2 separate regions of the Mus musculus genome follow, and region 2 is linked to region 1. Evidence: chromatin contacts called from public HiChIP or PLAC-seq data. All regions are on one chromosome and are shown on one strand. The core of a region is the stretch at or near the end of the contact, and the rest is flanking DNA. Distances in the headings are between cores, read along the strand shown.

What was found. HiChIP or PLAC-seq counts read pairs in DNA pulled down with a chosen protein or histone mark.
Region 2: an H3K4me3 HiChIP or PLAC-seq map of embryonic stem cells shows a contact between it and region 1, with 6 times the contacts expected there. The contact joins the enhancer-like site here to the promoter of Msh6 in region 1. A contact is called at or near these places in 1 of 39 promoter capture datasets (stem cell-derived epiblast-like cells), 2 of 484 Hi-C or Micro-C datasets (the G1E-ER4 cell line and muscle stem cells), 5 of 115 datasets of contacts at active chromatin or transcription factors (the SCID.adh cell line, bone marrow-derived macrophages and embryonic stem cells) and 3 of 9 other capture datasets (adipose tissue, liver and pancreatic islet).

The regions. Positions count from the first base shown.
Region 1 is chr17:87,972,721-87,978,434 of GRCm38.p6, forward strand. It overlaps Msh6 (mutS homolog 6), which reads left to right and starts at 2,330. Exons shown (of 10, transcript NM_010830.2): 1 at 2,330-2,685. The coding sequence starts at 2,429.
Region 2 is chr17:88,076,014-88,081,767 of GRCm38.p6, forward strand. The region is part of intron 1 of Gm45950 (a long non-coding RNA gene); the gene reads left to right. Among named protein-coding and RNA genes, the nearest start is that of Gm45950, 13 kb to the left of the region's middle. Within about 2 kb of position 3,963, at least 9 of the 459 cell types and tissues checked have an H3K27ac peak or open chromatin away from gene starts, as enhancers often do. A contact at or near this core is called in embryonic stem cells, where this site is marked.

The DNA.
Region 1 (5,714 bases), core at 1,080-3,579:
GTCCTGGAACTCACTTTGTAGACCCGGCTGGCCTCAAACTCAGAAATCCACCTGCCTCTGCCTCCCAAGTGCTGGGATTAAAGGCGTGCGCCACCACCGCCCAGCCACTTACTCTTTTTAAAAATTTAATTTAATTACTTATTTGTTTTGCCATAGAGCCTTACCGCATAACCCTGGCTGGCCTGAACTCATTGTGTAGACAGGGCTGGCCTCTACCAGGTTCAAAGCACCACTCCCACGGAGAGTGCTGGTGACACTGTCCTAAACAGAAGGCCTTTGGATAAACAGAAAGACTTACTGGATTAACAAGCCTAAAGGTTTCTGTTTATTAGCAGAGCAAATCTTTTAAGGTAGTTTCTCTTCACCAAGAACCTCCCTGAACGTTCCCTCCTGGAAGGTCAACTACCTCAGGCAATGCCACCTGCTTTAACCTATCCGAAAAACAGAATAATCTTATCAGCTCAGATTTCCCCCCACCTCCACCCCGTCACAAAGTCTGCTTGTTTTCCCAACAGGCTGCTCCTATCTCTGTCCCAAGAGACTGGCCTTAGCAGTTTGATTCTAAAGGAATCTTTCTGTCTACAAAGTGGTCTAGCTTGGTAGTTTCTCTGGGACATCTCTTAACAGCCTCAAACTTCACAGAGATCCCCTGTCTCCTAAGTGCTGAGATCAAGGGTGTGGCCTACCATACCAAGTTTCTTTTGTTTTTAGGCTGGTGTGTGTATGTGTACACACACACACACACACACACACATACACACGTATACACGTGTGCACGTGACCGTGCCCACCCCAAGCCTATGGAGCCTGAGTATAGAGGTCAGAGGATAATTTGCAGCAATCCTTCACAGTGTGATTCTAGTGATAGAATTCAGGTCTCTAGCTGGACTCCAAAGCACCTTTACAGGCTGAGCTGGTTTTGTCCAACAAAGCAAATCTTTTTACCCTTTTACCAAAGTGAAGGTATTGCTAGCCAGAGCTAAGTCCATTCTTACTTAGAGCTGAATTAAGTCTCCCAATTTCTCTCTCTCTCCTTCTTGATTTAGTTGTTTTTTTTGTTTTGGTTTTTTTTTTTTTTTTTTTTTTTTGTGACAGGGTTTCTCCGTGTAACAAACCCTGGCAAGTCTTGTAACTGTAGCCAGGGTTGTCCTTGACCTCAGAGATCCACCTGCTTCTGCCTGGAACAATGGGGTTAAAGGCACACACCTTCGCGCTCAGCTCCAATTTCTTGAATTTGAATAGGAGCTCCAATTTTCGAAAACGCCCTGTAATCAACCTGGCAGGAAGACATTCTGAGGAGAAACACTTGGCTCCCTTTGGCTATCAGGCAATTGAAATAATGGACTCCAAAGAATTGGAATTTCTCCAGGAATTTTTTGGTGGGAAGGGGTAAGACAAAGCTTCGAGTTAGTGTAGAGGAAGAACTTGGTTTCTGGAAAGAGATTTCTCAAGTATCTGAAGCTCGTTGAATCCCCATGTAGGACAGTCTGGAGCAGAGATTATGGTGGGTCAGACCACCTCTTACAAGACCATTCTGGTTCCCGTCGCCCGGTTTAAACCAAAACTTCACGTCAGTACCCCCAAAGATGAACTTCCGGGGGGGGGGGGCTGAACTTTATCTTCCTAATGTGGCCCTTTGAAAAAAAAATCTGTTTTTTTGCTATTTTCTCTATTATTCGACTACTGAGGATGAGTGGGAGTTTAGCTCGTTAGGGTTGCTAGGGCCCAAGCGTTGACGCTCAACATTACCTTAGCAATCTCAGTTTCTAAAATATAAAAAATTCTGCACACTTATGCTAAAGGGCTCAGATAAGACTGGACCTTAACTGCCCATCTCATATAGTAAGGCGTAAACTAGTTGAGGCAGTGACGGGCCAAGGAAAGTTTTGTGGGTAGCTGGTTTTGTGGATAGCTGTTCTTGCACTTGGCATTCACAAGTGCCGCTCTGTACAATGCTCTGCGAACGCACCGTACGTGGCAGACAGCAACAACCAATTTCTCAGCTCCTTTCAGTCCAACCGCAGGACCGCCCGCAGGGCCAGGTGTTTCCGCAGCGAGCTCGACGCGGCTTCTCGCAGGGTGCACCCCGCCGTTCCAGCAACCGCGCAAGCCACTTCCGTCTTCTTGGTGCATACTTGCCCGGGTAGCCACCGCGAGCTCCACTGCTTTGCAAAGGCTCAGTCTCAAGGCCCGCCAACCCGAGCTTGGGGGCTGGGCCCGCCCCGCCCCGCCCATCTACGCCAGGGCACGTCGCGGGCGGGGCCCCGCCCACCGCGCAGGCCGACACGCCTTCGGATTGGCCGCTGGGCTACGGATGCTCGGGTAGGACGCGCCTCCTCCCGACTTTCCCGCCAGCGGCGGCCGCGCGGTGGATGCGATCCTTGTAGGCGCTCGGAGCCGTGGCCCGGTCTGCCCGTCAGCCTTCATCATGTCCCGACAAAGCACCTTGTACAGCTTCTTCCCCAAGTCCCCGGCACTCGGCGACACCAAGAAGGCCGCGGCCGAGGCCTCACGCCAAGGTGCCGCTGCCTCTGGAGCCTCCGCTTCCCGCGGCGGGGATGCGGCCTGGAGCGAGGCTGAACCCGGGTCCCGGTCCGCGGCGGTATCCGCCTCGTCGCCGGAGGCAAAGGATCTCAACGGAGGGCTGCGGAGGGCCTCCTCCTCCGCGCAGGCCGTGCCTCCCAGGTAGCCGGCTCGGTCGGGGCTGCGGCGGCGCGCGGGTCTCCCGGAAGGAGGGGGAGGCTGCTCCGTGCCAGGCGGCGGGAGGAGGGGCGGCCTGCCGGCCCGGGAGAAGCGGGGCCGGTGCCCGGGACTCTCGGGGGACGCTGCGAGCAAGCGAGCGCACTCCCACTGTGGGGGTGGGGAGGCTCGGGAGGCTCGGGGACGGAGACACCCTCCCCCAAAGTGGCCGGAGCGGGAACGGTGGGTGTCCTGCTGCGATCCGCGGCCTGAGGGGGCGGGGCGGATCGGATCGGGCAGGGAGCTCCTCCGGGTGGCGAGCCTACGGTGGGAGGAAACTCGGGTTGCAGGTGGAAGTTTGTAGATAGTGAAAGCGGCGCTCCGGCTTGGGACGACAGTTTTTTTTAACCCACCTTTTCACAGGAGGGAAGAGTGCGGGAGATTTTTCGCAGTTAGTGGGTCTTCGGAGTATTGGGCAAGCCCTGGGCAAGAAGGTTTACTGGGGGAAACTTGCCTGGAGTTGTACTCGCACTTTGTAAATTTGGCTGTCGTTTGTAGGAACGACTAGAGACATTTATTTTATCTATTTATTTTCATTTTTTTTCGAGACAGAGTTTCTCTGTGTAGCCCTGGCTGTCCTGGAACTCAGACATCCACCTGCCTCTGCTGGGATTAAGAAGTGTGCAGCGACTTATTTAAAATGTAAAGAGTTCTTTCTGGAGTCCAGTACTCTGGAGTTTCAGCTTGGGCACCAGGAAGAGCTGGCGTATGCTCCTGGGGCAGAGAAAATGATTTTGGATCTCTAATTTCTTTCCTTCCCTTTGGCTATAAAGGACACAGTTCAGACACAGGTAAACACAGAGGTGTATTTTGCCTCCGTGTATGTATGTGTGCCCATGTGCATGCACGCTGCCTGAGAGAGGCCAGAGGAGGACCTCAGCCTCTGTAGTTAGAGATATTGTGAGCTACTGGGTGGGTGCAGGGAATCAAACCTGGTTCCTATGGAAGAATGCCAGTGCTCTTAACTGCTGAGCAGCTCTCCAGCCCCATTATTTCTATATTTTTTAAAATTACCTGTTAGTGTGTATATGTGTGTATGCATGCTATAGTAGGTTGTGGAAATCAGAGGACAACTTAAGAGTTGGTTCTTCCACCAACCGTCCTGTGGATAAAACTCAGGCCATCCTTTGCGTTATCGCCTAGGCCATATCTTCACTGGTATTTTTTTTTAGACAGGGTTTTGTAGCCCTGGATGTCCTGGAATGCACTCTGTAGATCACCTGTCTCTGGTTCCCAAGTACTGGGATTAAAGGTGTGCGCCACCACGCCTGGATACCCCGACTTATTTATTTTCTTTCTTTCTTTCTTTCTTTCTTTCTTTCTTTCTTTCTTTCTTTCTATCTTTCTTTCTTTCTTTCTTTCATGTGTGTGAGTACACTGTTGCGGTCTTCAAACACATCAGAAGAGGGTATCAGATCCCCACTACAGATGGTTGTGAGCCACCATGTGGTTGCTGGGAATTGAACCCAGGACCTCTGGAAGAGCAGTTAGTGCTCTTAACTGCTGAGCCATCTTTCCAGCCCCGCCTTAACTCTTCTTAAAAAATAATTACACTATTTATGGGGGGTATAGGAGATGGGTATGGGAGATGTGTAAATGGCACAGGGTGTGTATGGAGTTCAGTACAATTTGTGAGAGGCACTTTTACCCAGGTACTAAAACTTGCTGAGTCATCACTCTGGCTTCTTAATCCTTTCTCCTTCCTTTTTTTTTTCTTTCTTTCTTTTTTTTTTTTTTTTGTTGTTGTTGTTTTTCAAGACGGTTTCTCTGTGCAGCCCTGGCTGTCCTGGTACTCACTTTGTAGACCAGGCTGACCTCGAACTCAGAAATCCGCCTGCCTCTGCCTTCCAAGTGCTGGGATTAAAGATGTGCTCAGCCATGCCTTGCTTCTTTCATTCTTAAACCGAGTCTATATGTATCTCAGGCTGGCTATGAACTCACAGAAATCTATCCTTGTCTTTTTTTTTTTTTTTTGGATTTATAAATCTATTTTTAACACCATTGCTCTATTCAGACACACTACCAGAAGAGGGCATCCAGGTCCATTACAGATGGTTGTGAGCCACCATGTGGTTACTGGGAATTGAACTCTAGACCTCTGGAAGAGTAGAATTAACTGCTGAACCGTCTCTCCAGCCCTGCCCGTGTCTTCTAAGTGCTGGAATCGAGGCTGTGCATCATCAGTGTTTGTAGGGCTGGGGAGATTGGATGGATTACAAGGATGAGAGTTTTAGTTAAATGCACAGAAGGAAGCCACCTAGAAAATAAGCTGGAAATAGTGGCAGATATCCTTGGCACTGGGGAGGCAGATCTCTATTTGGCAAGTTCTAGGCCAGTGAGAGATTATGTCTCAAGACAAAAAAGGTGGCTAGTAACCAAGGAATGACACCTGAGGTTGACCTCTGGTCCCCATATCCTTGTGTATATATAATTTGCACACTTGCATACACACAAAGCTAAGCTTTTAGTATTGTGTGAAAAATCTGAGACTGGCAAGATGGCTTATTAGGTAGAGTGGCTGCTGCCAAGCCTGCTAACGTGAGTGTGAAGCCTCTGTCTCTACATGCACACGCATGTCTGCCACAGCACTTCTGTACCTGCACACGCATGCCTGCCAGCCACAGCACTTCTGTACCTGCGTGTACCCGCACACGAGCACACACTGAGGAAGAAGTATAAAGGAGCCTGAAACATGCATGTATCAAATGTCTGCTTTATTGTACCACTCTTGGACAACACCAGCCAGCCGTGACCCCATTTTCCCTGCGGCAGGAAAGTCTGTCTTGGCTGATACAGACAGAGGTGAAACCCTGAAAATTCCTCCACGTGGGGAAATATTTCTATTGACATTTACCAGCATAAATAAAAGGATGCTTAGAAAGTTTGTGTTCTCTTCACTCTTAAAGATTTAGAAAACTTTGTTGGTGGCACTTGCCTTTAATCCCAGCACTGGAAGGCTGAGGCAAGCATCTCTT
Region 2 (5,754 bases), core at 2,713-5,212, 100 kb after region 1:
CTTTATTCATCTGTAAGAAAAGCAAACATACTTTAACTGTTGAGTCATCTCTGCAAACCCCTTGGTTGTCTTCCTTCCTTCCTTCCTTCCTTCCTTCCTTCCTTCCTTCCTTCCTTCCTTCCTTCCTTCCTTCCTTTTTCACAATGTTGAACAATTGAACACCGATTTTTGTGCTTACCACTGAGATATGTCCTCACCTTTTTCTTAAACTGTGTTTGTCGGGTATTTGGTAATGAGGCACCAGGACTCAGGAGTTACAGTGATAAAGCTCACTATGGATTTTAAGCCTTTGCAACTGTTTAAGTGTAGAAGATTTGGAGTTGTGGTCTGTGGAAGTCCTAGGAGGCTGAAATCAGAGCTTCCTGGGTCATTCAGGTAAGAATTTGGAAGGCAGAATGTGTAGAATGAAAACCATAGAGGCACTCAGAGCGCATGCAGTTTCAGAGGGGAGTAAGGACTGTACTGGGAACTGGGCTAGAAACCATCACATTACGTCTAACAAAGAATCTTTCTGGGCTCTGCCCATGTTCTGAAATTTTGAGTGAGGCTGGATTCAAAAGTAACGGAATCAAAAGCAGGTATAATGTGGCATCCCCTTTAGCCCTGGCACTTAGGAAGCAGAGGCAGGAGGATCTCTGTGAGTTCAAAGCCCTGGTCTGCAGAGTGAGTTCTAGGACTTTGAGGGCTATATAGAGAGTCCCTTTCTCGAAATCAAAACAAAAACAACAACAACAACAAAGCCCCACAAAACCGTAACGGACTAATTTGTTTGGCAGAGAAAAATCCCAGGTAGCAGAACATGCAGACTGTGTCATGATTACTGCCCCTGCTCATGTCCAGGTCAGCACAGAAAGGCAGAGCGCAAACACCAGACTGCTGTGCAATTTGGCAAGGAAGGAGAGCGAGAAGTTTTAACGTTGCAGGCAAGGATCCACGAGATAGCACAGTGGGCAAGGCCTTTGCTGCCAAGCCTGCACCCAGAATTTAATCCCCAGAACCTACATGGTAAGCAGGAGACCTGACTTCTGGGAGTTGTCCTCTGACCTCCACGCATACTTTAGAGTTTCCATTGCCAAGATAAAACACCGTGACTAGAGGCTGAAAGATGGCTTAGCAGTGAAGAGCGCTGGCCATTTTCCCCAGGACCGGGGTTCAATTCTCATCAACCACATAGCAGCTCACAACTATCTGCAACTCTAGTTCCAGGGGACCTGACACCCTCACACAGATATATATATATACAGGCGAAACACTAGTATGTATAAAAAATAAAATAAATTATATTTTAAAAACCTACTGTAGCTGATACTTCCACATCATAGTCTATTATCAAGAGAAGAAGGGGCAGAACTCAGGAACCTGAAGGCAGGGATTGAGTGATGTAGACGCCCTGGAGGAGTGCTGTCACTGGCTAGCTCCTCAGGGCTTACCCACCCTGCTTCCTTATACCTCCCAGGACCACCTAACCAGAGGTGTCACCGCCCCCAATGGCTGGGTCCTCCAATATCAGTCATTAGTCAAGACAATACTCCGTCAACTTGTCTACAGGCCAGTCTTATGAAGGCATTTTTCAGTTAAGACGTCCTCTTCCCAGACATGTCTTGCTCTGGGTCAAATTGACAAAATAGAAACACACACACAAGTGTGTGTGTGTGTCTGTGTATGTATGTGAATGTGTGTATAAACAATAAGAATAAAGTTGCAGACAAGATGGATGCAAACACAGATATATTTATTGAAGAGGTAACACTACCATAGCGAAAGTCAGTGCTCTACACTGGGACAGGGAGATGGTACACTGTGGGCAAGACTCCACCCGTACAGAAAAGCTCTAGTTTGTAGAAATACAAGCATAGTTGGGCAGCAGTGGCACATGCCTTTAATCCCGGCACTTGGGAGGCAGAAGCAGGCAGATTTCTGAGTTTGAGGCCAGCCTGGTCTATAGAGTGAGTTTCAGGACAGTCAGGGCGATACAGAGAAACCCTGTCTCGAAAAACCAAAAACCAAAACAAAACAAAAAAGAAATACAAGTATACATGAAAAGGGGAGTTGATCTGAGAATACTGCTGAAAGGATTCCCTAGTCCAAAGAGACCAACTATGGATGTGTTTGCTTGGATTCAGCCACCAAGGTACAGAGCAGCCGCTGTAGCTGGGCCCAGGGGCATGTGTGTGTGTGTGTTATACTGCATCTCAAGCTGGCAGCAGAGCTCAGCCCGTCATTGACATGGTTCTGGTTTTCATGCATTAAGTATGCACAAGTGAGGGGTCATGGAGACTCATGCCAATATTTCAGAAAGCCAGTAAGGCCAGGCAGTACACACAATGCAGGCTTTAAATTCTCTGAAAGGTCCCGACAGGCCAGTACATAGAGCTGGGAAGGTGACATCTAACTTTCATTGTGGTCCTAGGATGCTGGAGATGCCAGGACTGTGGGACATCTGCAGAAGGCAGCAGATCTGGAGGGGTGGGGGTGTCAAGAGCCACTGGGGCCCTGGCGATTCCATGTTAGGCTCAGACACAGAGCCACAGGGTTTGTGTTTTCCTTGCTTGATTTCAGTCTTCCTTTGCTCTGATCTTAACTTGCTATGTCCCTGTTCCTCCCTCTCAGAATGGAAATGATTGTACCGGTGCCACGTGTATTAAAAGTTTGTGCCGGGCGTGGTGGCGCACACCTTTGATCCCAGCACTCAGGAGGTAGAGGCAAGCGGATCTCTGAGTTCGAGGCCAGCCTGGTCTACAGAGTGAGTTCCAGGACAGCCAGGGCTATACAGAGAAACCCTGTCTCAAAAAACCAAAAATAAAATAAAATAAAATAAATAAAAGTTTGTAGCTTTTTCTTTGTTTTGTTTGAAAGGGGCGCACAGCTAAGAGAGTACCTTGAATGTCCGAAGAGACTTGGATTTTGGATTGCTGAAGTGTTGGGGCTGTTCGGAGGCATGGCACCAGAGAGATGGCCTTAAAGCTGAGTATTCAGGACTCACATGACACAAGGAGAAAAATTGACTTCTACAAACCCTCTCTGACTTTATCTGTTCTCTCTCTCTCTCTCTCTCTCTCGTTCTCTCTCTCTCTCTCTCTCATATACTACAATAAAGAAATAAATTAAAACATAATTAAAATTTTAAAAAGATTATGCAGGAACTTAAACATGGGAACAAATGCGTTTGTATTATGAGATGGCTTAAGCGGGTGGGGGAGGGGAGGGGAATGTATCTCTCAGGCTCAGGTGCCTAAGCATTTGTTTCTCAAGTAGTGGTGCTGTTTTGGAAGGCTATGGAACTGTTAGGAGATGGAGCCCCCTTTATAGGAATATAGGAAATGGATTAATGGGTTTGGACTCAGAGTTTTTTTTTTTTTTTTTTTTTTTTTTTTTTTTTTTTTTTTGGTTTTTCGAGACAGGGTTTCTCTGTGTAAGTAGCCCTGGCTGTCCTGGACCTCACTTTGTAGACCAGGTTGGCCTCGAACTCAGAAATCTGCCTGCCTCTGCCTCCCAAGTGCTGGGATTAAAGGCGTGCGCCACCACGCCCCGCCTGGGCTCAGAGTTTTTATAACGCTGCCTCTCTGTTCCTTTTCTGTTCCTGCCTGCAGACTGCAGTGAGCAATGTGATTTGGTGTTCCTTCCACCTCGCGTGCCTCCACTGGCTGCTTGGCTGTTTCCCTGTCTCAGTTAAGGTTTCTGTTGATGTGGATGAACACGGTGTTCAAGAGCAACTCGGGAAGGAAAGGGTCCCATTGATTTATACTTGCATATTGCTATTTATTATTGAGAGAAGTCAGAACAGGAACTCAAATAGGGTAAGAACTGAGGCCGGAGCTGATGCAGAGGCCACAGAGGGTGCTGCTTAGGGGCTTGCTCTTCAAACCTTGCTCAGCCTGCTTTCTTATAGAACCCAGGACACCAGCCCAGGGATGGCCCCACCCACAACGAGCTGGGCCCGCCCACTTCGATCAGTAATTAATGAATGCCCTACAGGCTCGCCTACAGCTTGATCTTACAAAGCGTTTTCTCAGAGGCTCCTCCCCTCTGTGAGGCCCTGTTGTGTTCAAGTTGATGTAAAACTAGCCAGCATGAGCTTTATAAACCGTAAGTCAAAAATGAAGTCTTCCCCAGGTTGCTTTCGTCTGGCAGTTAGTTTGTCACAGTGAGAAAAGTAGCTCACACAGGAAGTCAGCTAGGTGGAGACTGAAAACTCAGCATCCCAGTTAACCCCACGAGAAGAAATGCAAACTGAATTTAAAAATCACAGATTAGAGCCGGGTCATGTTCTGATAGGCATCCTGCTAGGGAGGAAGGAGATAGTTGGCTTCATCTTATGTTGCCTGCGTTAATCCCTTCCCCCACGGAATGCTAAGGTTGCCTTTGATGGGTAACAATACACATTTCTTATATGGGTTCTAGAACAGCATTCTGCGATTAAACAAGCAAGGAGATTTAGCATCGAGCCCTCAGAGTTCAACTTACAACAGCAAGAGGAATTTCCATTTTGGATTGAATTTTCCTGGGAATTTACCAATGGGAAAGGCTGTCTTCACCATTTTTTTTTTATTGTTGTTGTCGTTGTTTTATTTGGACTTTTGAAAGTATTTTTCTCTGCTGACCGATTTTGAACACTATGACTAGATGTAATTTCAAATGGAAAATAGACTCAGAAAACAGAGTTTTGTCCCAGAGTGCCTTGAGGTTAAGTTGATTAACGATGTGTTTGGATCTATAATGATCCATTATAGACTATCTTCAGAGGGCCAGCTTAACTGCGTAGATCTTTGGTCCTGGGAAGTTACAGTGAGAACCAATAGTTATAATCCAGAGGGCTGTTAATCTTTCTTAGTTGGACAATTCTCCGTGACAAGGAGTTGGTCAAACTCAGTGGTTAAAAATAATGGAGGCCAGAGAGGTGGATGTGAACTCTCAACATCTCTGCCAGAGCTCACCAAGCACGAATCGCTCATCCAAGCCTCAGCCCTTCCTCTGTGCTCTCACGGGATCTTCCACCTGGACTGAGGGAAGGCTGGACAGGAACCCAAGGCAGGAACTGAAGCAGAGGCCATGGTGGAATGCGGCTTCAGGCTTCCTCCCACGGCATGCTCAGGCTGCTTTCTTACACAGCTCAGGACCACCTGCCTGGGTTGGCACCACTCACATTGGGCTAGACCCTCTCACAAGAAAATTACCCCCAGGCCTTTTTTTTTTCCCCCAGCTAATCAGATGTAGGAATCTTTTTAATTCGGGTGTCCTCTTCCCAGAATACTCTAGAATGTATCAAGTTGACAAAAGCTAGCAACACACCTGATCAGAGACATTGGGGACAATTTCTTCGACAGAGGGAGTAGGATATTGAAAGGCATCTCTTATTTTCTGCAGGCTTAATGTTGGTGCGTTTATTTCCTGCCATTAGGAACAACAAGCTGGTATACATACATACATACACACACACACACACACACACAGAGAGAGAGAGAGAGAGAGAGAGAGAGAGAGAGAGAGAGCGCGAGTCATGCTCAAAGAGTAAGAAAATATAGAGATAGGACCTGATGATATAAAATGGCTTCCTCTTCTCCCCTCCCTGCTTCCAGTCATGACTCTGGCTAGGCAGTGTCACTCCTGTATGGGGAAAACTTAAATTAGGCGTGGCCATTGGGGACACTCCCCTTGAATCTTGGCCTTATCTTCGGTCTCTTCTGGCATATCTGATAAGAGTCTCAAGGTTTTGTTTCAGAGTAGGAGACTGACTGGAAGATTCAGTCTAAACTC